2 separate regions of the Mus musculus genome follow, and region 2 is linked to region 1. A link is a contact called in public HiChIP or PLAC-seq data. All regions are on one chromosome and are shown on one strand. The core of a region is the stretch at or near the end of the contact, and the rest is flanking DNA. Distances in the headings are between cores, read along the strand shown.

Region 1 (5,374 bases), core at 1,635-4,134:
CATTTTAAATTCTTGCATATGGGAGTAACTTGGCTCCTCTTTTAAGTGTCTGTAGGGAAACTCCTTTTGTCAGAAGAACTCACCAAATTTCTTGTAATATGCAATGTAGTCGGCCATACCTGACTGTAATGAGGATTCTAAGTATACTTTGCTAAGCTTACCCTGAGATTTCTAACTCCTATCCAATAAAATACTGCAAGAAAGCATGCAAGACCATCCACACTATCACAGGGACAAATTTGGAGCATTCGTGCGATGGGAATGCCAAGGTTCCAGGAGGCTAAGTTTCCATGAAACATTTTTGCCTTAGGACTGTGTCCAAGCTTTTGGGCCTGGCACACAGTCTTCACTGAAGTGGGTGTGGCAACCCAGGGTCCTTGTCTTGTCTACTCACACCCTGTGTTTTTCCTTCCCACTTGCTTGAGTATATGATCAAGGAAAGAAGGCAGACATAATATGATTACATTCAGGGTACAGAATTAGCGTAGATCCCCATCGATAGATGAACCAGTAAAGTGTGGTGTGAATATACTGGATGGATCATCGTTTGATTATACAGAAGAGCAAAATCTTATTGTGTACAGGACAATGAATGGAACCCAAATAACTTCACTGGAGTGGGTCTGGCAGAAAAAGTGAATAGCTGTCCTGAATTTTCATAGCTTAATTATGGAGCTAAGATAGTAAATGGAAAAAAATGTAGATAGATGAGTTAAGCAAATGCTCTAAGTTCAGTTCTGTAAATTCTGAAGCTACACTCAGTGCTATTATTGGGAAGATAGTATTTTTAGCCATGTTATTCTTTGGACAAGATGAATACTTAACACCTCATTACATCCTTCCCAACAACTAGCTCTGTTGTTTTAACTCAAATAGTCCAAGACACACCAGGACACCATGCATGACACTTAAGGAAAGTATGATGTCTGAGTGACCAACTCATTAAAGAACCTTAACTTGTTACCCCAAAAGAAAAGCCTTGGTTGGATTAACTGAACAGTATTCTCTAAAGTGTTCCTTTTTTCTTAAAATTTGAAACAGAATACAAATGAGTCCTAAACAAACGGATAGAAACATTATGAAGGACATTGTCTCATACATTCAAAACACCAGATATTGAAAAACATTGAAAAACGTACTTATGTAGTGGACCCAAATTTTTCTATCTACCTTCAGTCATCCTCTAAAGAGATGATGAACCCTGAAGGTCACTTTCAAGTTGATACTCTCAAATTTCAGGAAAATAACACGACTATTTGAATTTCACTTGATGTGATGATGGTGCTGATTGCCATATTGACAGGGTTTGGGATAACTTGGAAGACATAACTGGGGGCATGTCTGTGAGAGTGTTAGTAGGGAGGAGTAACCAAAAGGAGATATGGCCTGCATCTGAGCATAGTGTGGCAGTTTTCAGATACAGAGACGACTGAATTAGAAGCAGTGTACATGACCTTGCCTTGCTTGTACCTGCTGAGTGAGTGCATGATATTTGTGCTGCCCTGATCCTTAACTGACTCTGGACTCCATCTCATTCTGTTTTCCAATGTAGATAGACTTCATACCAGTGGTTCCAGAAATACTTCTCAATTCAATACCAGATTTGGGTTTGTGACAATTGAAGTGTTCAAAATTTTAGACTGAGCCACTATTGAATTCTCTCCTCATCCAGAGATCAGACTGATATTATTGAAATATACAGCTACTACCATATAAGTCAACTTAAAATAAATCCCTTTTCATAATGCCCTCTCTCTCTCTCTCTCTCTCTCTCTCTCTCTCTCTCTCTCTCTCTCTCTCTCTGTTAGACATACACACGCATATATACACACACTCATTCATAAACATTCATACTGCATCATGAGTGTGAAGACAGAGGACAACTTAAGGAATTTAATTTTCACTTTCAATGATTTAAGCCCTAGAATCTGAACACAAGTCATCAGGTTTGGCAATAAGGGCACTGAGCCATTTTTCCAGCCCCATGACTTCTTTGTAAAGCAAAAATATTGAAAATGATCTAAGCAAATTTTATTTTTGTAAGATCATTCACCAAAATCAAAGAAAATAAGTAGATAATGATAAGAATTAATAAAAGATAAAATAGGCATAATGCTGTATTGCCCTTTTGAAATATATGGGAGTAATACAATTATAAACAAAAATAAAGACTTTCATCCTGTAGGCTACCAGTATTTGTTCCATAGATATGGTAACCAGAAGCACAAAAATCGTTGTAATATACAGATACAAAGCTAAAAAACAAAGTCAAACAAATGTCATACATTTGGGAATTTTTGGCAAACATATCATGCCTGTATTTACGTAAAAGAATGAGATCACTTAGAGAAAAGGATTAAAGGAATAAATGGAAAAAACTGAACTTGTATATTCAACATTGAATAGCTGGGTAATAGCAAAACACACTGAATACTAGAATATTTTTACACATTTAGTGATCTCTGAAAAAAATGGAGGATTCTATTGAAAGAGATAGAAATAAAACAAAACAAAACAAAATATAATTTAAATGTCAAAAATTCACTAAAAGACAGTGCTTCAAAAAGATGGGATAAATGGAGATTTATTTATTTGAGGCGCCTTTACTCCTATAGCTTCAATTTCTCTCTGAGGTACAATGAAATTGATATCCCAGAAAAATATATTTCCTCAGCAACATTCTCTCATTGAGGGAATCAAAGAAGCTTCAGAATGCTAATGAAACTTACAAGACCCAGGAAACTTAGGAAGTCCCACATTCCCAAAGCACCGCCCATTGGCTATAAATGTAGTAGCTATCTCTGGAAGGGAGAGACTGGATAGGAAACTCCAGAGATGTAGCTTCAATGACTCATCACCATGCTGACCTGGGCTTTTCAGGAATGCAGTGGACCTTGAGTCACTTATGCTTTTGTAAGTAACCCCACACCCACATTCTTGCCAGTAAGCCCAGTAAACTCACTGGATCATCAATTTAGCCTTTACTGGAATCATTTCCTTGACCTATTGTCAGTGTTCTGTGTGCAGTGAATAGACCGTTGTTTGTCTCTCCTGGGCAAGTCACAGAGCAGGGGCAAACAGAGAAAGACAGCAGAGTTTCTCATAATGTCATTGTAGGCTGGGTGGGATACTGAATTTAGAGCTCTAGGACTCATAGCCTGACATGGTAGCACATGTCTGTAATGACATCACTGGGAGATAGTGACAGCTAGGTCTATGGAGTTCATTGACTATAAATTTAGCTGAATTCGTGAGATTCAGTTTCAGTAAGAAATTGTGATATATATGTGTGTGTGTGTGTGTGTGTGTGTGTGTGTGTGTGTGTGTGTGTGTGTGTGTGTGTATGTATGTTAAGGAAAATATCCCAAAGTGTCAATCTCATATTTTACTAACATGTACACACACACACACACACACACACACACACACATGCAGGCACACACAATACATACTCATGCAAACAAACAAATATTTGTTTGCAACACATACATAAACAACCCCCCAATACCTATGATTTGTCATTTCTGAACAGCAAAATTAATGGGAACTAATTGCTTCCCTGAATGAAATGTCAGCAGTTGTATTATACTAAGCTGCTCTGCATAACCTTAAATACACTGAAGTCAGACAACCACAGAAGAAAAAGGAAATAAATGAATTATTTTATCCAGAGCTTTTCTAAAATGCCTTAGAAATCACTCCAAAAATATAACTTTCAACTCAAGTCCTTGGGTCACTCACCTTTCTTTGTTCTCTTGTGAGAATCTTTGTTTCCTTTCTATAGTGTGACATTCACTCTGCCCAAAGTGACAAATTCCAACTTGTCTCTAAGGTAGTCCCTGAGGGTAGCATGGACAGAATAGAACTGTGGAGCACTATGCTCATCTTCTCTACAAAGGAGGCGTCCTTCCTTTAGCCTCTCTGTCTGATCACAGCAAGAAAGATTGAGTGTCCTTTTTCTTGTTCCTGGGTTTTGTTTTGTTTTGTTTTTTCTTTCTTTCTTTTTTTTTCTTTTGGATTCATCATTAATACAGAAGAGAGGTCAAGAGGGAACATGCCATGTTTTGAATGTCTACCCTGAAGTAGAGATGGTTTTTGTCTGACTGAAACAAAATTCCATCCTGTTAATTGCCTTCAGCTCTTTCTCAGTCCTGTACATTATTTTATAAAAAGTTCATAGCTACTACTCTGAAATTTTACCAAAATAATAAATCACAGTGACTCAGCAGTGTCTATTTATAAAGAAGCCCTACAGAACTGAGGTTCATATAGTAAGCTGTGTGCAATATATGAATAGCTATTGCATCAGAGACCCCTCCAACAAACGTGAAAGTATGTCCAACATGCTTACTGCCAAATTATTGACAGGTTAGTAAATTTGTGTTATAAATGTGACTAAAGGTTTTCATACCCATAACTAAACTTAACACCATACTAAGAGTAACCAAACATTTATTTATTCACAGAATACTAAAACTAAATATTATACACAAATGTGTACGAACAAATTTTTTGATTATTTTATTTCAGGATGGCCCTGTATTTACAGGGTCCATAGTCTATAGTTTGTTGTCATGATCAGTGGCAAAACATATCGTTTTTAAACCATATTGAGATTGCTCTTCCTTCTCCTGGTTATGTCCACAAAATCTTTGGTCCACATACCAGCCTACAGAGTATAATCCTGCACTCTGTTAAAGGATAAGCCAATTTCTATAAATGTTTGCAAAGCTATTTCTTCAGTGACAAGTTATCTGTGAATATTGATGGACAATTTGTAAGTTATGTGAAAATATGCACAAAATTGTCAAATTAAAGATGATAATGTACTGTGTTTATCTCAGTTATTTTGATTTTATGATCTTCTTTGACAGTTTCAATCACACATACAACATATTCTGAGTCCTCTCATTCCTATCCTCTCCTTATCATGCCCCTCACCACTTTCCTCCTTTCTAGTTTTCTTTTTCTCACATCTTTTTGGTTGCTTGACTGACTGACAGAGTTTAACCATGATCCTCTGAGTGACTGTGGGTTTCAAACTCTGAGTGGAGACCTGGTAGGCTAGCCTCTGACAACACATGGAAATCCACAAATTCATTTCCCCCAGAATCAACCAATAGTCACATGCTCAGCGGGAAGGGTATGGCCTCATGAATCCCTCCTCAATCCTTTATTAAGTGGTGAAAGACAAAACCCTGTGCAGGGCTAGTGCAGAAAACCACAGCTAATTGTGTTATTTAATGGTTTTAATAAAGAAAATAATAAAAACTTCACAAAACCTAATAAGATATGTTTTATCATTAATATATTTTAATGGCTTCCCTTTGTTTATCAATCAATGAGGTTTCCTTTTTTTTCTCCAAAGTGAAAT
Region 2 (5,374 bases), core at 1,724-4,223, 310 kb before region 1:
TGCCATACCCGGGCAGATGATCCTGGCTTGTATAATACAGCAGACTAAGCAAGACATGAAGAGCATGCCAATGAGCATCCTTCTTCTGTGACCTCTGTATCAGTTCCTGTATCTGGTCCTGCCTTTCATTCTCTAGGTGATAGAGTATGATCTGAAAATTGTGGCACAAAATAAGCACTCTCTTCCCTAAGGTCTTTTGGACATGGTGTTTATCATAGCAATAGAAATTCTGAGGCACTAGTTATAAGAATGTTTGTTCTGAAGTCATTTAAAATGGTGTGTTTTGATAGTGTAACCTGGTTCTCTTAAATACAGTTTTATTTGTATTAGGAGTTATTAGAATCAAATAAAACCCAGGATATGTTTTGAAGGTAGCACCCATTGGTTTTTCCCTTTACCAACCATGAGCACATCACTAAGATGTTGGTGGACATGTGTGTAGCTTCTTGTCCAACCCTCTCTTGAATGTACTGATCATGATGATGTGTGCTAATATTACTTTTTACATGAAAATGCAAACCAGGGCAATCTTTGAGAATACTGACTTTTTGTGTAATTTTCCTAATGTTTATCACGTAATGTGAGTTTCCTTAAATAAGGCTCCAAGGGTAGTCATCCATGACAGTGGTTTTTATTTGAGGTAATCTGCTGGTAAGTAAAAAGGAAACCATAAACCAGGCAGAGTGGCATGCTGTGACTGGCAACAGGATGTATCAAGTGACTGGAGTTGGCACTTTTGTTCAAGGAGACATCCTGAGGCCACATGTGTCATTCTAATACTGACTCTCCTATGAAGAGCAGGAACTGACTTTACACTAGCTTCTCTGTACAATTTCCAACAAACTGTTCTGAGGTAATCAAACTCAGCTTTAAGCCACAGTGAAAAACCAACTGTGCTTCTCTTTAGACATTTAAGAGTCCAGTAGACCTTAAGATAAATGAAATCATTCATGATAGCAGTACTTATCATATTAGTTTTTATGAGAAGTTTAATTTTTACTCATTGTGAATAGCAATAAAACAACAAAGAAAATATATCCACTTCCTCTTAGTATTCTTTAATTTTAAAACATTCAAATATTTTATAAATGAATAGTATATTTATATTTTTCCATCGTCTTTCTTTTTCTCATTTCAACTCTTCCCATGATCCCTACTTCCTCTCAAATTCATGACCTCTTCTTTAATTATTACAGTAGGTGTTTGGTTATTAGTATATATTATTTACAGGATATTTACAGTTGTTTTTATGTAGGGCTGATCTATCAGGGACTTGTTCCTGAAGAAACCTGATATTCCCTCAGTTGTCTGCAGCCATTTATGTTCTGTAGCTCTTTGTCTAGGGATGGGTCCTCACAAAAGTTTACTCTCTCCAAGTCAGCAGAACAACTTGCCATTGGGCATCTCTTGTTTGAGAACCATATTGTTGAGGGAAAATGGACTCAGTTTCCCTGTCCTGTCTAGAATGTATTATCTCCATTGCAGTCCCGTGGTTCTTACAATTGTCTGCCCTGTCTTCTGAGACTATTCTTGCACCTTAAATTAAAAGTAGGCACATATTATAAATGTTGAGGAAAGAAGTTGAACAGTCCTCATGATTAAATTTCACACACTGTAGCAAGTGCCTGTTTAGAAGTAGTAGTTGTATTGTAGATGTGTTTGTCAGAGTTGTACATCACACATCCACTTGTGTTTCAAGCATTTTGATGAATTTTAGATCTCCCTAATCGTCAGTATGTGTTACAAAAAGATGTTTCTTTGTTGAGAGGTGAGTTCTACACTTACATGGAGGTGTAAAGGGTAAATGTGAAACAGGTAGAACATGCATTGTTATAGTAAAATATCAGTAGTATGTTTGCCTCTGGAGTTTACCACCTCTCCAGCACAGAATGCTGTCTAGGTTTGCAGTGAAATGCATGGATTCCTTCCTTGGGACTATCTTTCCATGATGATCACTGTTGTGGTCCACAGGCATGTAGATGGGTACAGCTATTTAATGTTTTGATCCTTGGAGCTCATCACTGAGAAATGAGTAAGTGTTTAAGAGTCTTGACTGGATTGGTGCCCATAGTCAGAGGAAGATTCCCCAAAGCCAGGGAAGTGGGCTCCATCCCCTGAAGGTCTCATCTGTGGTTGTCCTAAGGTAACAAGTCAGTCACAGAAGGAAAAGAACCAAAGGCAAAATAATGTAGATTCAGAGTGGATGTGAGTAATCCAGTTAATAAACAGAGTAAAACAGCTTAAACTTATTCTAATATGATAAGCTAACTTGATTGACAGAAGGTCTCCTTAAAGAATGAAGTTTAATATTCCTCTGTATATTTTACCTATATATTACATACGGTCCTTTATCAAAATGTTAAAATCTAAAATCTATGAACTTAATTTTAACTGATATAAGCACAAGAAAAGAAGCATAATGTATCAGTCAAGTGAAAAATAAGGAAGGTCACTGTATATAATAATGCATGGTTGTATTTCACTGCTTTTTTATGGCTAGATAAGTAATTGATATTGATATGAAGTAATTGGAATCAATGCATAAGATTTAGCTATCATTTGAATAATCACTATTACTAGAAATGATGGTTTTTATGATTCAAGTGAATCTGTGCAAGAAAGATTGTTACAAAAGACATACTGAAAACGAAACTCAAACACCTTATCCAAAACTTCCATTGCTCTAGGGAGAAGCCTGTGTTTCTATCCAGCCTCATTCATGATCAATGCTGCTGTTAGCCTCTGCTTGAGCATAGAGTGTTAAAAATGTATATAAATGCCATAAGTTCAGCTATAAATGCCAAAAGATGTGAGACAATAAAAGAGAAAGGAAAGGAGGAATGTGGCTCTTCCCATGTATAACCACCTATGGTGCCTTTGCCAAGTTCATAGTAATAAATTATGCCAGCGTCATGGTACTGTGTGGTCTGACTGCTAGAATCCAATCAGATCTCCTCATGAATATGTGAACATTTTTGCTGGAATGAGGTGTACAGCATTGTTTTTCAATGTGAGCATAGTTGTGGCTTGAGGGCTGGCATGTATCCTGAATATAAAATTCTATTTTGAAGTATTAGATTCTTTAAGGAAAATATTCATGCAATGCATGAGGTATAGTCTTAGCCGAAAGCTTGAAATAGTAAAGCCAATTATGTGGTCAGCTAACTAATGTTAAAACCATAACTTTATGTGTAACTACTTTTGGGAACTTCTATTTATTTTATGATATACAGTTCAAAATTATATAAAAAATTTTCATTTCCAAGTATATGTTATGCACTATAAAGTTAATAAACTCACTAACATATCTAATAGCACTTTAAATAATGCTAACACTTTTCAGTGCCATCCACAGCATATATAAAAATGTAGATGGTTATAAAACCAGTTTCCTTTTGATTTTCACAGATCTGTGATAGATAATAAATAATCATAGCTGAAAAAATTTTAATTATTTCTAAGATAGTATATAGTATACTCATATTATTGTAATTTCTTCAATGAATCCTTCAAGCTGTCTTCATAGTTTCCCTACTATTTATATTCCCATTACAGTATAAAAGAGGTGAGTTTTTGCCATACTTTGCCAGCATGTTTTAAATTTTTACTAGCAGATTGGTTTAACCTATAACTTCTAAGACAAAACTAATATTTGATATATGGTTACCCAAATGTCTATTTCATTTTGAATTTCATCTTTCAATATCACAAAGCAGTAACAATGCTGGAAGTAGAAATCCAAGCTCTATCATTTTATTGCTTCTTGGCAAGTATTTTAAAAGTCTTCACATCCACTTTAGATCCGCTGCCCAATCCAAGACAGGGTGATAAAATCTGATAAAATAAAACTGGAATTTTTTGGGGGGGTACTTACAGCAGAATGTTTAGGGTTGTTCAGGGGTATGGCACATAGTAAGTTGTCCACACTCTAGTAGATGACCCTACACTCATCTTTGTGTTAGTAATGCGAGCTAAACTCAGTGAGTCATTTAAAACAGAGAGAAGTGTTTAAGAAGAAGGGAATATGGAGTTGTGAGAGGGATGTCTTAGAGGGGTTAGGACAAACATTGGGTATAGATATGATTTAAACACACACCAATTTAGCACACTTATCAATTTATTAAAGGATAACAATGAACATCAAACAAAGGTTTATTTTGAAAGAATGAGGATATAAGCCTAAAGACTAACTTTCTGTGTCAGTTAATATCGCACCCTAAAGGCCTTGAAAGAACAGTTCACGATGCACCCACAATCATAGTCTATAAAATGAATGTTATTCAGGACTTTAAGTTCCCACATTTCTGTATCTTAATGTAATTATTAGTAATATTCAGAATGATCATTTCTGTGAATCATTCATAACATAAATCATTTGGATGTCTTTCGTAATGAGGGAAAGTCCAATTAATGCCACAAAGGGATACCACTTAACACTTACCAGATTGGCAAAACATGTAACAAGTTCCTAAACACAAAATTTTGGCCAGGATAAAGTATAGTGAGAGCTCAAACAGCTAGACCATTCACTGATGTCATTTTCAAAGGGAATTTGGCATCATTCAGGAAACTGTGAAGGAGAAGACCCAAGTGCACAGAATTCCACTCTTGGAAAATATCCTAAAGAAACATTGTCTCAGCTTTGTCGGGAGCTGCAGAAATCAGTGCTGAGACCTCACAATAGTGCTGGTGTTTTTTTCTAGAAGATTAAAGTCAAAAAATGAAATAAAACAAAAACCCAATGAATTAGGAATAAATTCATACAACTTGTTATATACCTTGTTAAAAATGATGAATCATTGCTTCATGAACAAATACAACTGCATCTAATGCTCACATTAGTTAATAAATCGTAAGCCATACTGAAGGAATAAATAAAAAAAACAGTTTACAAATACTGAAATAAAAGAGAATAAGGCTACTTGGAAATGGATGGCTAATTATTCTCTGCCTCCTGTCAATGATTTCTCTTGATGAAGTGTTCACTCATTTACTAGGGAGATCATGTCATAAAGAGGGACAAGAGGGTCCAGTTAGTCACAGTCATGAGCAGGAAGCCACACATACACCTCTGCTATTGCTCCTTGTCAGAATGTACTGGTTTGTACTCAGTCTTAAAAGTTGAGAAATTGGAAAATCTTGTTAAAATTAGCCTCATGGCACTTACACTGGAGGGAAGGATGGGAAAGAGAGCCATTACAAGGATTATATACCCCCACAGTGACAAGATGAGTTTTTGTTAGGCAGGTTGAAAATCCACAGAAACCAGTCAGAATCATACAAGAAGACAAACAGTTCATTCTGTGGTTACACTCACGTCAGAAGTCAGGTGCAGAGTATTTGATATTAAATCGTCAAGGTTCTCTTTTATGTA

Evidence for each region. HiChIP or PLAC-seq counts read pairs in DNA pulled down with a chosen protein or histone mark.
Region 2: an H3K27ac HiChIP or PLAC-seq map of the NIH/3T3 cell line shows a contact between it and region 1, with 2.5 times the contacts expected there. The contact joins two enhancer-like sites.

The regions. Positions count from the first base shown.
Region 1 is chr16:86,092,196-86,097,569 of GRCm38.p6, reverse strand. No RefSeq gene overlaps it. Among named protein-coding and RNA genes, the nearest start is that of Gm32357, 140 kb to the left of the region's middle. Within about 2 kb of position 2,884, at least 45 of the 459 cell types and tissues checked have an H3K27ac peak or open chromatin away from gene starts, as enhancers often do. A contact at or near this core is called in the NIH/3T3 cell line, where this site is marked.
Region 2 is chr16:86,399,125-86,404,498 of GRCm38.p6, reverse strand. No RefSeq gene overlaps it. Among named protein-coding and RNA genes, the nearest start is that of Gm32357, 170 kb to the right of the region's middle. Within about 2 kb of position 2,973, at least 13 of the 459 cell types and tissues checked have an H3K27ac peak or open chromatin away from gene starts, as enhancers often do. A contact at or near this core is called in the NIH/3T3 cell line, where this site is marked.